Regions from separate parts of the Hordeum vulgare genome. Here all the other regions are linked to region 2. The links are chromatin contacts, called in public Hi-C maps. All regions are on one chromosome and are shown on one strand. The core of a region is the stretch at or near the end of the contact, and the rest is flanking DNA. Distances in the headings are between cores, read along the strand shown. Region 1 holds the start of LOC123439767 (pentatricopeptide repeat-containing protein At5g56310-like). Region 2 holds the start of LOC123443420 (mediator-associated protein 2). Region 3 holds the start of LOC123443418 (transcription factor STKL1-like). Region 4 overlaps LOC123443419 (FAD synthase).

The links. A called contact is a pair of places that touch in the nucleus more often than the background predicts.
Region 1: a Hi-C map of seedling shows a contact between it and region 2, with 5 times the contacts expected there. The contact joins the promoter of LOC123439767 here to the promoter of LOC123443420 in region 2. A contact is called at or near these places in 5 of 6 Hi-C or Micro-C datasets (leaf, seedling and an unstated tissue) and 1 of 1 datasets of contacts at active chromatin or transcription factors (embryo).
Region 3: a Hi-C map of leaf shows a contact between it and region 2, with 5 times the contacts expected there. The contact joins the promoter of LOC123443418 here to the promoter of LOC123443420 in region 2. A contact is called at or near these places in 2 of 6 Hi-C or Micro-C datasets (leaf and seedling) and 1 of 1 datasets of contacts at active chromatin or transcription factors (embryo).
Region 4: a Hi-C map of leaf shows a contact between it and region 2, with 4 times the contacts expected there. The contact joins the enhancer-like site here to the promoter of LOC123443420 in region 2. A contact is called at or near these places in 2 of 6 Hi-C or Micro-C datasets (leaf and seedling).

Annotation. Positions count from the first base shown.
Region 1 is chr3H:179,701,047-179,704,028 of MorexV3_pseudomolecules_assembly, forward strand. LOC123439767 (pentatricopeptide repeat-containing protein At5g56310-like) reads left to right here and starts at 1,417. Exons shown (of 1, transcript XM_045116445.1): 1 at 1,417-2,982. The coding sequence starts at 1,462. The coding sequence ends at 2,949.
Region 2 is chr3H:179,131,338-179,134,434 of MorexV3_pseudomolecules_assembly, forward strand. It overlaps LOC123443420 (mediator-associated protein 2), which reads left to right and starts at 1,260. Exons shown (of 6, transcript XM_045119775.1): 1 at 1,260-1,382; 2 at 1,996-2,101; 3 at 2,187-2,271; 4 at 3,008-3,091. The coding sequence starts at 1,363.
Region 3 is chr3H:178,148,664-178,151,545 of MorexV3_pseudomolecules_assembly, forward strand. It overlaps LOC123443418 (transcription factor STKL1-like), which reads right to left and starts at 1,331. Exons shown (of 2, transcript XM_045119772.1): 1 at 1-1,331. The coding sequence starts at 1,217.
Region 4 is chr3H:178,492,230-178,495,217 of MorexV3_pseudomolecules_assembly, forward strand. LOC123443419 (FAD synthase) reads right to left here. Exons shown (of 16, transcript XM_045119774.1): 14 at 2,497-2,554; 15 at 2,321-2,373; 16 at 1,606-2,011. The coding sequence ends at 1,928. Among protein-coding and RNA genes, the nearest start is that of LOC123443419, 11 kb to the right of the region's middle. Within about 2 kb of position 1,377, at least 2 of the 3 cell types and tissues checked have open chromatin away from gene starts, as enhancers often do. A contact at or near this core is called in leaf, where this site is marked.

The sequences.
Region 1 (2,982 bases), core at 167-2,666, 570 kb after region 2:
ACATATAAGAACAATAAGCCACGACAGATCTAAAGATTTCTAAATGTCTGAACACAGTTTGTTTTAAAAACATGTATCATTGTTTGAACACAGACAATTCCAAAATTGCGAATAATTATTTTAAAATGTGAAACAATTTTTTGGAAAACAACAAAGTTTTGTTGTAGTTTTGAACAAATTTTGGAAACACAAACATTTTTTAAACGTGTGAACATTTTTCGAAAAACGAGAACACTTCAAGAAAATTTGAATGAGAATTGAAAAGGCGAACTTTTTTGGAAAATAGTACCATTTTTTGAAACTTGGAACAACATTGGAAGAAAGAAAAACTTATTTTGGATCTGTCAACAGTGTTTGATAAAGGAAGCATTCTTTTGTAACTCTGAACAAAATTTGACAACACGAGCATTATTTCAAATTGTGAACATTTTTTAAAAATATGAGCAAATTTTGAAACTCGAACATTTTTTGAGTTAATGGAAATAAGATTCAGAACGAGAATAAAACTATGAAATCTGAACATTTTGTGATTTTTGTCATTTATTAAGAAACATATCATGAAAATCAGAAATTCGGAACATTTTTAAATTTGAATTTATAATAAAAACAAGAAATTATATTGTTTTTTAATTTATTTAAAATAGGAAAATAGAAAAATAAAAGGCCACAAACACATTTTTAAATTTAAAATTCTAAAGAAATTAAGAAATTATATTGTTTTTTAAGTTATCATGAAAAATATTATTTTTGAAATTTTATATTATTTTCGTGAAACCTTCGTTGTCTTATGTACCCTCTTCATTTTTATAAAAAAAGTCACAAACATATGTTACAGATACCAAGATAAAAGTTAATACATGCTTTCGAAGATAGCTTTTCTTTTTATTTATTGAAACCATTAATACACTTCATGCATGCAAGCAAAGTGAGTGTAGGAAGTAGCTGATTGTCATTATGACTGCATGGATCAATGGTGTATCCAGCGGGTGTGCTGGGGGTGCCATGGAACACCCAGATTTTTGGAATATATATTTTTACCATGTGAAAATTGCTGATTTTCAAGGCCCACAATTAAAATAGATCTCAATTTTTTTGAAGTGTGTGCACCCTCCAGTTTATTTCTAGGTCCGCCACTGGCATGGATGAAGACTTAAATAGGTTACTAGTGTGAGAAAATATCATTAATGTTTTCCTCAGTTATTATTGATGGACTTGTATAGATGCAAAATATATATTTTATAGTGGCTTTGTATAAGTATAAATGGAGGGAGTATTTGGAGAGGTATGTAAAAACAAAATGTATTTGGAGAGGATACCGGGCCTAAAGTCCCAACACTACACTCCGGCCCGGTTGGTTTGGTCTCGATCGAATTCCTCCCAGGCCTGTTCAGTACCCCACGTCACGAATGCACCAAGTCCGGCCACTGTCCGGCAGTCACCACCGCGCCGCAAGCTCTCCGCATGCCGCCTCTGTCCTTTGCGCTCCACCGCGCGTTCTCCCTCCTCAACCGACTCGACTCCCCGCGCCACCTCCTGCAGGCCCACGCCTTCCTCCTCACCCGCGGCGGCCATCGCAACGCGCGACTCCTCTCGGCGCTCCTCCTCGCCTCTCTCCGCCTTCCTCTCCGCCTCCACGCCCTCGCGCTCCTCCGTCGAATACATCCCTCCGTATCCCTCAACGCTGCCGCCCGGATTCCCCACCTGCGTGGCACTCTCGGCCCGCAGCTCCACTCCATTGTCGTCCGTGCCGGGCTCGCCTCCGACGCTCACGTCTCGGCCAGTCTCATCCAGGCCTACTTCTCCTGTGCCTGCGCAGCCTCCGCGCGCAGTGTGTTCGATGAAACGGTCCACAAGGACATCTTCTGCTGGAACGTTACCATCTCGGGGTATGTCAAGTCCGGCAACCTGGACTGCGCGCGTCAGCTGTTCGATGTTATGCCACAGAGGAATGTCGTGTCATGGACGACCTTGATCGGAGCGTACGCGCAGATGAAACGGCCAGCACAGGCCGTCGAGATGTTCCGGAGGATGCAGGTGGAGGAGGCCATCGAGCCTGATGGGATAGCAATGCTGTCCGTGTTGTCGGCTTGTGGGGATCTCGGAGCGGTTGATTTGGGGGAATGGGTGCACAGGTTCATCGTGAAGCGGGGGTTATGCTGGCATATACCGCTGATGAATGCCATAATTGACATGTACCTCAAATGCGGGTGTGTTGCCAAGGCTGTGGAGGTGTTTGAGGGCATGGGGCACAAGAGCATTGTGACTTGGACGACGCTGGTCGCTGGATTTGCTTTGCATGGCCTCGGTTCCGAAGCTGTTGATATGTTCCGCCGGATGGAAAGGGAGAATGTGGCACCAAATGACATCACGTTTCTTGCCATCCTGTCAGCATGTAGCCATATCGGACTGACTGATTTGGGTCGCTGGTATTTCCAAATCATGGTATCTCACTACAGGATTAAGCCACGAGTTGAACATTATGGATGCATGGTCGATTTACTTGGTCGTGCTGGTTGTTTGATGGAAGCTCGAGACTTAGTTAAGGACATGCCTTTCAAGGCAAATGCAGCAATATGGGGAGCTCTTCTTGCTGCTGCTCGGACCCATGCTGATGCTGAGCTTGGGGAACAAGCCCTGGTGCATCTAATTGAGCTTGAGCCTCATAACAGTGGGAACTATATTCTCCTGTCTAATATTTATGCAGAACAGGAGAGGTGGGATGAAGTGAGCAAACTTCGCAAGGCAATGAGAGACGGGGGCTTAAGAAATGTACCAGGGGCAAGTTCTATTGAAGTTGGTGGTGTGGTTCATGAGTTCACTTCCAGAGATGGATCGCATCCTTGCTTACATAAGATACATAAAATATTGCGTGAGATCACCGCTGACATGAAATCCATCGGTTATGTTGCTGTGCTCCCCGAAGCACCGCATGATATTGAAGAAGGGTAAGACCGTAAGAGCATTCTTCGAAGAGCATATGCG
Region 2 (3,097 bases), core at 10-2,509:
GGAGTGTTCTCTTGGAGGCTCCGAAAGGAGCGCTCGCTAACTAGTGACTCTCCGCTTCTTAGTCATTACGTAACCTCACATAAAGCTTTCATAGGTGTAGCACTATTGTGAAGGGAGGTCCTAGTTGACGCTCTAAGCGCCACTTTCCTGAACCAGTACTCACAGCGTAGCGTGCATCAGCTCCCGTGGGCCGGCCCAGGAAAGGGGGTATCACTCGTTCAGAGTAGCTGTTTGTTTCATGTCTCGTGGTCAATGGTTGACCGGGCCAGTTGACTACTTAATAAATTCTTTTCTTAAAAAAATTAAAAATAAAAAATAAATAAAGATCATCAACTTTGAAGAATGTTCACAAATTTGAAAAACATTCATCATTTTTGAAAAAAGAATCCATCAATTTTAAAGAAAAAATCATAGATTTTTTTTAAAAGTTCATCAAATTTGAAAAAAATTCATTGATTTTAAAAATAGTTCATCAATTTTTAAAAGAGTACATCGAACATGAAAAAGTTCATCGAAATTGAAAAAACTTCATCGATTTTTAAAAAATCACAAAATTTGAAGAAAAATTCATCAATTTTGAAAAAAGTTCATCAAATTTGAATAAAGTTTAATTTTGTTGAGAAATACTTCATTGAATTTGAAAAAAGACATAAAAAATGAAAATATTCGTACACATTGAAAAAAGTTCATAAATTTGAGAAAACTTCACAAAATTGATTGTTTTTTATGAAATTTGGAAATATGTTCACAAATTGGAAAAAAGTTCATCGAATATGAAAAACGTTTGTCGAATTTGAAAAAAAGTTCAACCAATTTTAAAAATAGTTCAATGCAACTAAAAAAAGTTTACCAAATTTGAAAAAAAGTTCATGCAATTAAAAACAAAGACAAAAAAAAGTGAAAAAGTGAAAAAAGGAAAAGAAAAAAGGGAAAAGGCGTAAGAGGAAAGAAGAAACAGAGGAAGAAGCAGTACCTGAATAGCTAACGCAGGACGATGGAGTGGTTAGTCCTCACACTACTAACCCAAAGGTCGCTGGATTAAATCGCAACAAAGGTGGGATTTTCTTTTTATCTTACAACTGAAGAAAAGAGAAGATGGGCCGAGGCCAGCTAACACGCTGCAGGCGCCGGATAGCAATTTGTTTATAAACCGGCGCAAGGATTCGCCTATTGTGAAAGGAGCGACCGAGCGGCTGCTTCCTGCGTCGTGGGCCTGGCCCATTTATCGGTCGGTGCTTCTGGCCTAGCGATGCGAGCGTGCCCGCTTCCCAATCCCCCGTTTCCCCTCCCTACACGTTCTCGCTCCAGTTGCCGCCGCCAGCCCCTCGCCCTTTCGCCGGAGCTCCTTCGCCGGCAGTAGAGATGGTGAAAGGCGTAGTCCGGTATGACACTTCTACTCTTCGATTGATTACTTGCTAGTCCCGGGTCTCGTCAAGTTTTCAGTTTCGGAGCTAGAAAAACAAATAACCAACCCGGCTTCCGTCATGTTCCTTCGCTCCAAACCCTAGCGCCGGTGCACCCCCTCTCTCCTCCTCTGCCGTAGTCTCTGTGCGTGGTGGCGGGTATTTTTCTGCGTCTCTCGGCGGGTGGGATACCGGGGCTGCGCCTGCTAGCCGAGCTCGTGTGTCCCGGTTTTCTGCACGCCAGTTGCCAGACGTGAACCATAAAAAGTAACGGGAATTTGGCAGTTCACAAGCCAGACATCCTTGATAAATAGTACTCCCCCCGTTCCAAAATATAAGACCTCTTAGAGATTTCATTATAGACTACGTACGGATGTATATAAACGTATTTTAGAGCGTAGATTCACTCATTTTGCTTCATGTGTAGTCCATAGTGAAATCTCTAAAAAGGCTTTATATTTAGGAACGGAGGGAGTACGTTCATAGCTGTGAATTAGTCCAGTATCGGCTTGGCCTTACTTGTGTGCTTATTATATTTTCAAATTCAAGTGTATGTTCTTCTGCATCTGAAACCTTGCTGCAACCTTTGTAGCTATCAGCCTGGACCGGCATTTCAGGAGAGTGAAGAGCAGGGCATGCCTGAAATACCGCCATCTGACTCTACAGAATTTTGGCTAATACAGTGGCCTCTAAACCATGTAACCTGGAAGCATTTTTTCCACCCATGTTACTAGTATACTGCATTTGGGCTCCAGGATAACATTTTTCTATATTATTAAACAGGTAAATGCTTCTGATTTCAATGGTGAAAAGGTTTCTCTTAAGCTTCATGACGATGGAAACTTGGGAAATTTGGAGAGTTCTTCAGGTAAATAAACACGATGTATTATTTGGAAATTATTTTCACTTGATTAATTACATGTTTCAGTGATCTTAAAGTTCCCAGCATTCAGACAACAACAGAGTTTGGTTTTTGTAAATACTGTTACTCTTGAGCCTTCAGCGGGTCTATTTTATCTGGACAGTGGTCTTTATTCCTTAAGACAGTGGTGTTATCATAAAAATGAAACAACTTGCTTGTCCATTGTGGAACTTGTCTTCCATTTTGTTAGCTGTTAATAAGATTCAGACAATGCTTGTTATTTGATGGTCACTAATGTTATGCAAGCCAAGAAGTATTGGCTTGAGATCTTAGTTCACTCTGAACTTCCTTTTATTCGAATTTGCTTGTTTATCTGTGCAAAGCAAACTATTAGTCCCTATTGACTCCTTTAAACAGGAATAGAAATTACCAAGATGTTACACTACAGTCTAAAAAAAGATGTTATTCTTTGTGGATGTTCTGACTCCAGAAGTTTGGTATTTCAAGTGAAATTTCCTTGTAAAAGTTTTTATGTAATGGCCAGTTACATCCTCCTCCTTGAGTACAGATAAGCTAGTTGAATGACATGCCATCCACGAGTAATACGTTGTAGTCTAGCTGACTTGTCTAGTCCCTTCTCCATTTTCATTGACTGAAAATACCATTATTTTATCAAAATTGCTATGAATACTTTTCCACAAATATTCAGGTTTATCTAATTCTAATTTATGTTATATGGCAGGGAAATCATATGAACTTGTTAGCTTTGCTGCTCAACAGCCAGATGCTACTGTCTTCATTCCATCAGGATCTGAAATGAAAGCCGGTACAT
Region 3 (2,882 bases), core at 81-2,580, 980 kb before region 2:
TCCTTTAGCGTGGGGCTCTCTGCATCTTCATCCGCTTTCTCTTTGTCAGACTTTCCACTCTTGCTCCTCACCGAAGTGCCACCATTTTGAGCGGTAGTATCCACAGTCTCCTTTGCAGTGCCAGTTTTTGCATCGCCTTCCAATTCCTCCTTGTGGTTTACCCGCTTTCTACTCTTAGCAGGAGTATCAGCAGTTCTAGCTTTCTTTGATGACCTGCCTTTGCTATCTTCGTCTACCTTCTCTTCGGTGGCCTGCCCCTTGTTAAGCTCGGTCGAAGTTCCGACATTTTCATCGACGGCAATGGTGGTGTCCTCCTTCACTGTACCACCCTTTGAATAACCCTCTGTTTTCTCTTTGCTAGTCTGCCCCTTCTTCTTGCTCTTTGAGGAAGCAGCCTCATTTTGGGCCATGGTGGCTGCAGCGACCTGCTTTGCATTTTCTCCCCAGACTTGCTCCGAGAGCTTGAACTTGCGGAGGTCATCATCTTTCTCTGGCAGAGCGCCTGTGCTCACCGCTTTCTCATAGCGCAGCTTAAGAGTTCGCACTTTCTCATATATTTCCGTCTTGGTGCAGTTCTTCCTTTCGAGGCTGCCACCAACCGCAGCAATAAGCTCACCAGCGCCCGGACGGGTGCCATTGGCCTTGACGTGGTGAACAAGAGCCTCCAGGATCTTGAGCTCGTCCTCGGCTGTCCAGCGCCTGAGGTGACCAGGTTTCTCAGGCTTGCTCCACGGTGTAGTCTTCTCCGGCTGGGCCTTGCGCTTCTTCTTACCCTCACTGGAAGGAGTGAGCACGGAGGGTGCCTTCTCCGCCGCCCCGGCCTTAGCCTTCTTGGCCTTGCCGGACGGAGAGGGATCCGCCCCAGCCTTAGCCCTCTTCTTTCCCTTGCCCTGCGGAGAAGGCTCGTGGTCGTCGGATTCGAGCTCGGAAGCCGCAGCCGCCGGCGGGTTGGAGGAGGCGATCTGGCGCAGCTCAAAGGCCTCGGCGTCGATCTTCCCCGACTCGGAGGACTCCTCGTCGCTTCCATCCGACGAATCGGCGTCTGCGTCGTCGGCCGTGGCGGCGGAAGAGGGGCTGGGGGGATTTTGGGTTGTGGGGGTGGCCTCCGCCGCCCCCTCCTCCTCCTCCTCCTCGGCGGAGCTGGATTCCTCGGAGGAAGACTCCTCCTCCGGAGGCGGGGGCGGCGGCGGCGACGGCTCGCGGCGCTTGCGGCCCATCCTCGCCGCTAGGGTTTCGGGAGCAGGAGCGGCGGAGAGGGTGGCGAGCAGAGGGTGTTAGGTGGAACCGTGGAAAAGAGGAGACGGCAGCGACGCGGTGGCCGCGCTGTGAATGCGTTGGAGCATCGAGGGCATGAACGGAATTTGTAGGCCTATGCCACCTTGTTTTCTTTTAAGAAACTAGCAAAATGTCCCGTGTGCGTTGCTACGAAAAAAAAACATAATCTTCAACGATGATGTTCACATTATGTTCACATATCATCGTTTGATTTTGAAATTTTATGCACAAATGCAAGGAAATGTTTTTTCTTTTAAATTTATTCACAAGTTGAATCAATCTTTACATTTTCAAAATATATATATCATGGTTGTCAAAAATCTTGGTAACTCAAAGACTTATTCTGAATTTCAATAAAAAAAATTAGAAAACATACAATAATAATTCGATCCATCCAACAGTTAATTCTTCAAAATTCACACAGTTATATTATCACAAAGACTTACAAGCAGTAATGTTTAACTACATAAATTAGATCTTTCATGAATAATTCTACAAATATGGAAACAATTTTAAAATCAAGAACATTTTTTACAATTTACAAGCATTTACTAAAAATCATGAATATTTTTTATATTTCGAATGGGTTTAAATATTTTCTTTTGAATTGGCGACCAATTCAAGAAAAGGCGAACATAATTTTTTATGTTGGAAGATTTTATTTTAAATTCATAAACATTTTTTGAAACGCATGAAGTTTTTCTAAATAAACAAACATTTTTATAAATCAGTAATATATTTATTAAATTCATGGACATTGTTATAAATCAGTAATATATTTATTAAATTCATGGACATTATGTTTTCGTCAGCATTTTATTTCAAATTTCCTATTTTTTAATATGTAAAATTTTATGTAATTCTAAATTATTTAAATTAAAAATAAACAAAAATGGAATGGAATATTTTAAATAAAAAAAAGAAACTATCAAAACAGGCATTAGCTATTTTTAAAATTTTAGGACATTTTTTAAATGCATTAACATATTTTCAATTAGAAAGCATTTTATTAAATGCCTCTAATAATTTTGAATACATGGAATTGTATTTGAAATCATGGACTTTTCTTATTGTACAAATATTTTTTTAAAATTGCAACATTTTATTGTATATGCGAGCATTTTATACAAAACTCCGGACAGTTTTTGAAGTAACAAACATTTTATTTTTTAAATATGTTGATTTATAATTTTCAGTTTATTAAAAATTTAAAGATTATTTGAAGTTCTAAACTATTTAAAATAAAAAAATAAAACGAAAATGAGAATAAATAAATAAACAGAACTAAAAGCAGACGCCAGTGCATGGGCCGGCCCATACAGTGTGCTGGATATTCTCCCAGCATGCAGAGCGTAATATAGGAGGTTTTTACATGGGCCGGCCCAGTACAAGATTTTTTGCTTTGTGAAACGTTTTCTATTACGTACCGGTGGCATGGTGGGTAATTTATGCAAACTTTAGGGGTAATTTCCATGACGGAGACCAGAAACCCTATTTGCTTTATTATTAGTGAGAGATATACTGCCGAATGTTTTTTTTTAGCTTTTGTCTTTTGGGAGATTAAAAGCATGCACGTGCAAAACACGAATAACCGTACACCAAAAATT
Region 4 (2,988 bases), core at 127-2,626, 640 kb before region 2:
GTCGAACACCTCGCTTGTGGTGGAAGCAGCATCGTTGAAAGGCATCATCGAGGAACATTTCGCTGGGGCGGAGGGAGTGGACAAAGGTGTCGGCCTTTTCGTAGGAATCTTCTTCCGCTTCATGCCCGAAACCCTGCTCACCTTCTCCGTCGGCGCCCGAGCAGATCGCGCAGCGACGATGGCGCTCGGTGCGTGTGCCTTCCCAGTGGGGCCAGCCGGATTGCCGCCCTGCACGACAACGTTGCCCTGCCGCTTGCGACGAGATCCGCCGGAAGGATTGCGCGTGCGCAACCTCCACATTGACGGGGGACGGCTCTGAGCCTTCCATGGCGGCGAAGAATGGCGGGGAAGATGGACCGGAGCGCGCGGTGGCAGGGCAATGGCTGCCGAGGAGGGGGGAGCGGGAACGGCCGCACGAAAATTTCCCTCGCCCTAAATCTCGCTGCGGATAGGGGCGAGCTTGGGACGGCCTCCCACCCCATGAATCTAAAGGTTGAGGGCGAACTTTTGCCGCGTCCCGTAAAAACTTTTACGGGTCGTACGCGTTTGCGGGGTCTGCTTGGGGCAGAATTTTCCGCGCCGACCCGATGTTGACGGTTATTTTACGGGTAATGACGTTATACCGGGTCTCTGTTAAAGATGCTCTAATAATTTAAGTTGCATATATCATAACACAAACTACGTCTTCGTGCGCATAAAAAAAGCGACAAGTTAACAAAATTTACCCTGTATAAATTTCATCGAACACTTTGTGTGTGAGGAGGATGAAACGGAGTGGCTACTCGTCGGAGCCTAGACGGTTGCTGCGTCAGTGGCGAAATGCCTAGGAGGGCCCCCTTGATGCATGTCGGACGAGTGTTGCCCAAAAATTCGGTGACACCGACAGAAGCAGCGGCCGCTCGGCTCGATCGCGCCGATGGAGCGGCTGCCTGCGGAGCTCTAGAGGACGACCACAAGCTGCAGGACCATCACGTGCAACGGCACTCCGATCAATAGCCGAAACGATCGAAATCGGCGCGCCGGCGGATCCCAAATCGGGCGGGACTCCTTCCTGGCTGAAAACGTCGCCGGCGGTGGTGGGTGAAAAATCAACAGCCGAGTCCATAGTTCAAGTATTCACTGTATTTGTGAGGTCAAAAAATAGGCAGGTCAAGGTTACGTTGACATTTACGTACAGATTTAATTGTTGTTCAACTCTAAAACTACCTACGGCAGATCGGAGTAGCAGTATATTTATGAATATTAATTCCAAGCAATTTTGAGGAGTCAAGTTCTATATTAAAGCCGCGTTCGCCGGAGCAGAGTGGGGTCCAGTTACAATTAGTGGAGTTCGTCAAAGTGCCCTCCGCTCCAGTAGCGTTGCCGAACAGGCACAACTGTCGCTCAAACGAATCTAGCACTGAAATACGTGTTCGGGCAACATTTAATATTGGGATAGAGGGAGTACCTATCTATTTTAGCTGTAAGTTGTCGCTGACACAATCATAAAACAAGGAATTAACGGGCTGGCAGATTCAAAAAAGAAAAGAAACATCAGAAACGCCAGCAAATCAAGCATTACCGCGGAAAAGAAAAACAAACCAAGCATTGCACACTTGGATCAAATAAGAAAACCGTGCTATAATCAACTTCAATTAATTTTCCACAAAATAACAGTGTTTCTTAGCCCAGTCAAAATAGCCGGCAAAGCTACCCATGTTAAGTTGTTACTAGCCGAAGCCCTCAGCATCTGCACTTGTCAATTCATTTCTAAATGGGTAGCAATACAAAATTTGTATGTTTCCTAAACAATTTCTGGGGCTTCAGAGTGGTAGCTGGGTGGTTTAAGGCATCTGAGCACCGCATTGCACAGTTAGATCTGCACAATTTCAGAACTTCGAGCAGAAAGAATGTGGTTCGAATATGGAGGTGTGTAGACTTTGACAGCCTATTTGCAACCGTCAACCTGGGAAAATTGTCCTTCAAAGCTACCTGACAGCTTCAAAGCAGCCTCTTGTACCCTCTGATTATCCTGACATTAAGAAAAAAAAGGATCCTGTAAGAAATACTACGACATAGTCAAGCATAACATCATCAGTCCTGTGTCAAGTCGTCCATTTGGGATGCTAGAGCAGTCAATAGCATAGTTCAGTGACATCATCGGGTCCCCATACACACTTGGTTGGAGATTACATATTGTTTTTCTTCCCATCAATATTAAGGGATGTAATAATATACAAGAACCCATATAACAGAGTATCAATTTTTTACACTAGCAGCGCATGACTAGAATTTTAAATACAGTAACATTTATGAATGCTTGATCCAGTCATACTGATACCTTTCCAATAAGACTCACAACCAACGGCCCCATTCTCGAAATCCGATAAGACCCTGCATATCCAAAACGTCAATCAACAATAATCAAATGGAACTACAATGTAAAGATAACAGAACTCTTTTCCTTGCTGATTAACTAGATAATTAAACTAGAGCCTCCTATTACAGGCATCATACCTATGTACACATCAGAAAATTCTAGGCATAGCTTTGCAACCACCGCAGCAATTTTGACCTGAACAAGCATTCCACAAATCCGAATTAGATAAAGACTGAAATGTCTCTTTATAACTTAAGCCTCAAAGCTCACTTTTGGTAGATGACAAGAAAACTGAATACTGAACACAAATGTAAGTATCCTACTGTAACCACCATGATGGCACCACTGGAACTGTAGAGTCAATCCCAGTGTAACGGGAAAACATACTCCCTCTGTCCCAAAATATGTTTCTCAACTTTGTACTAACTTTAGTACAAAGTTGTACTGAAGTTGAGACACTTATTTTGGGACAGAGGGAGTACATAATACTCCCTCCGTCCCAAAATTATTGTCTTAGATTTGTCTAGATATAAATGTATGTAGTCACGTTTTAGTATTTAGTACATCCTTTTCTAGACAAACATAAGACAGGAATTTTGGGACGGAGGGAGTAATAAGTTAAGCAGAAC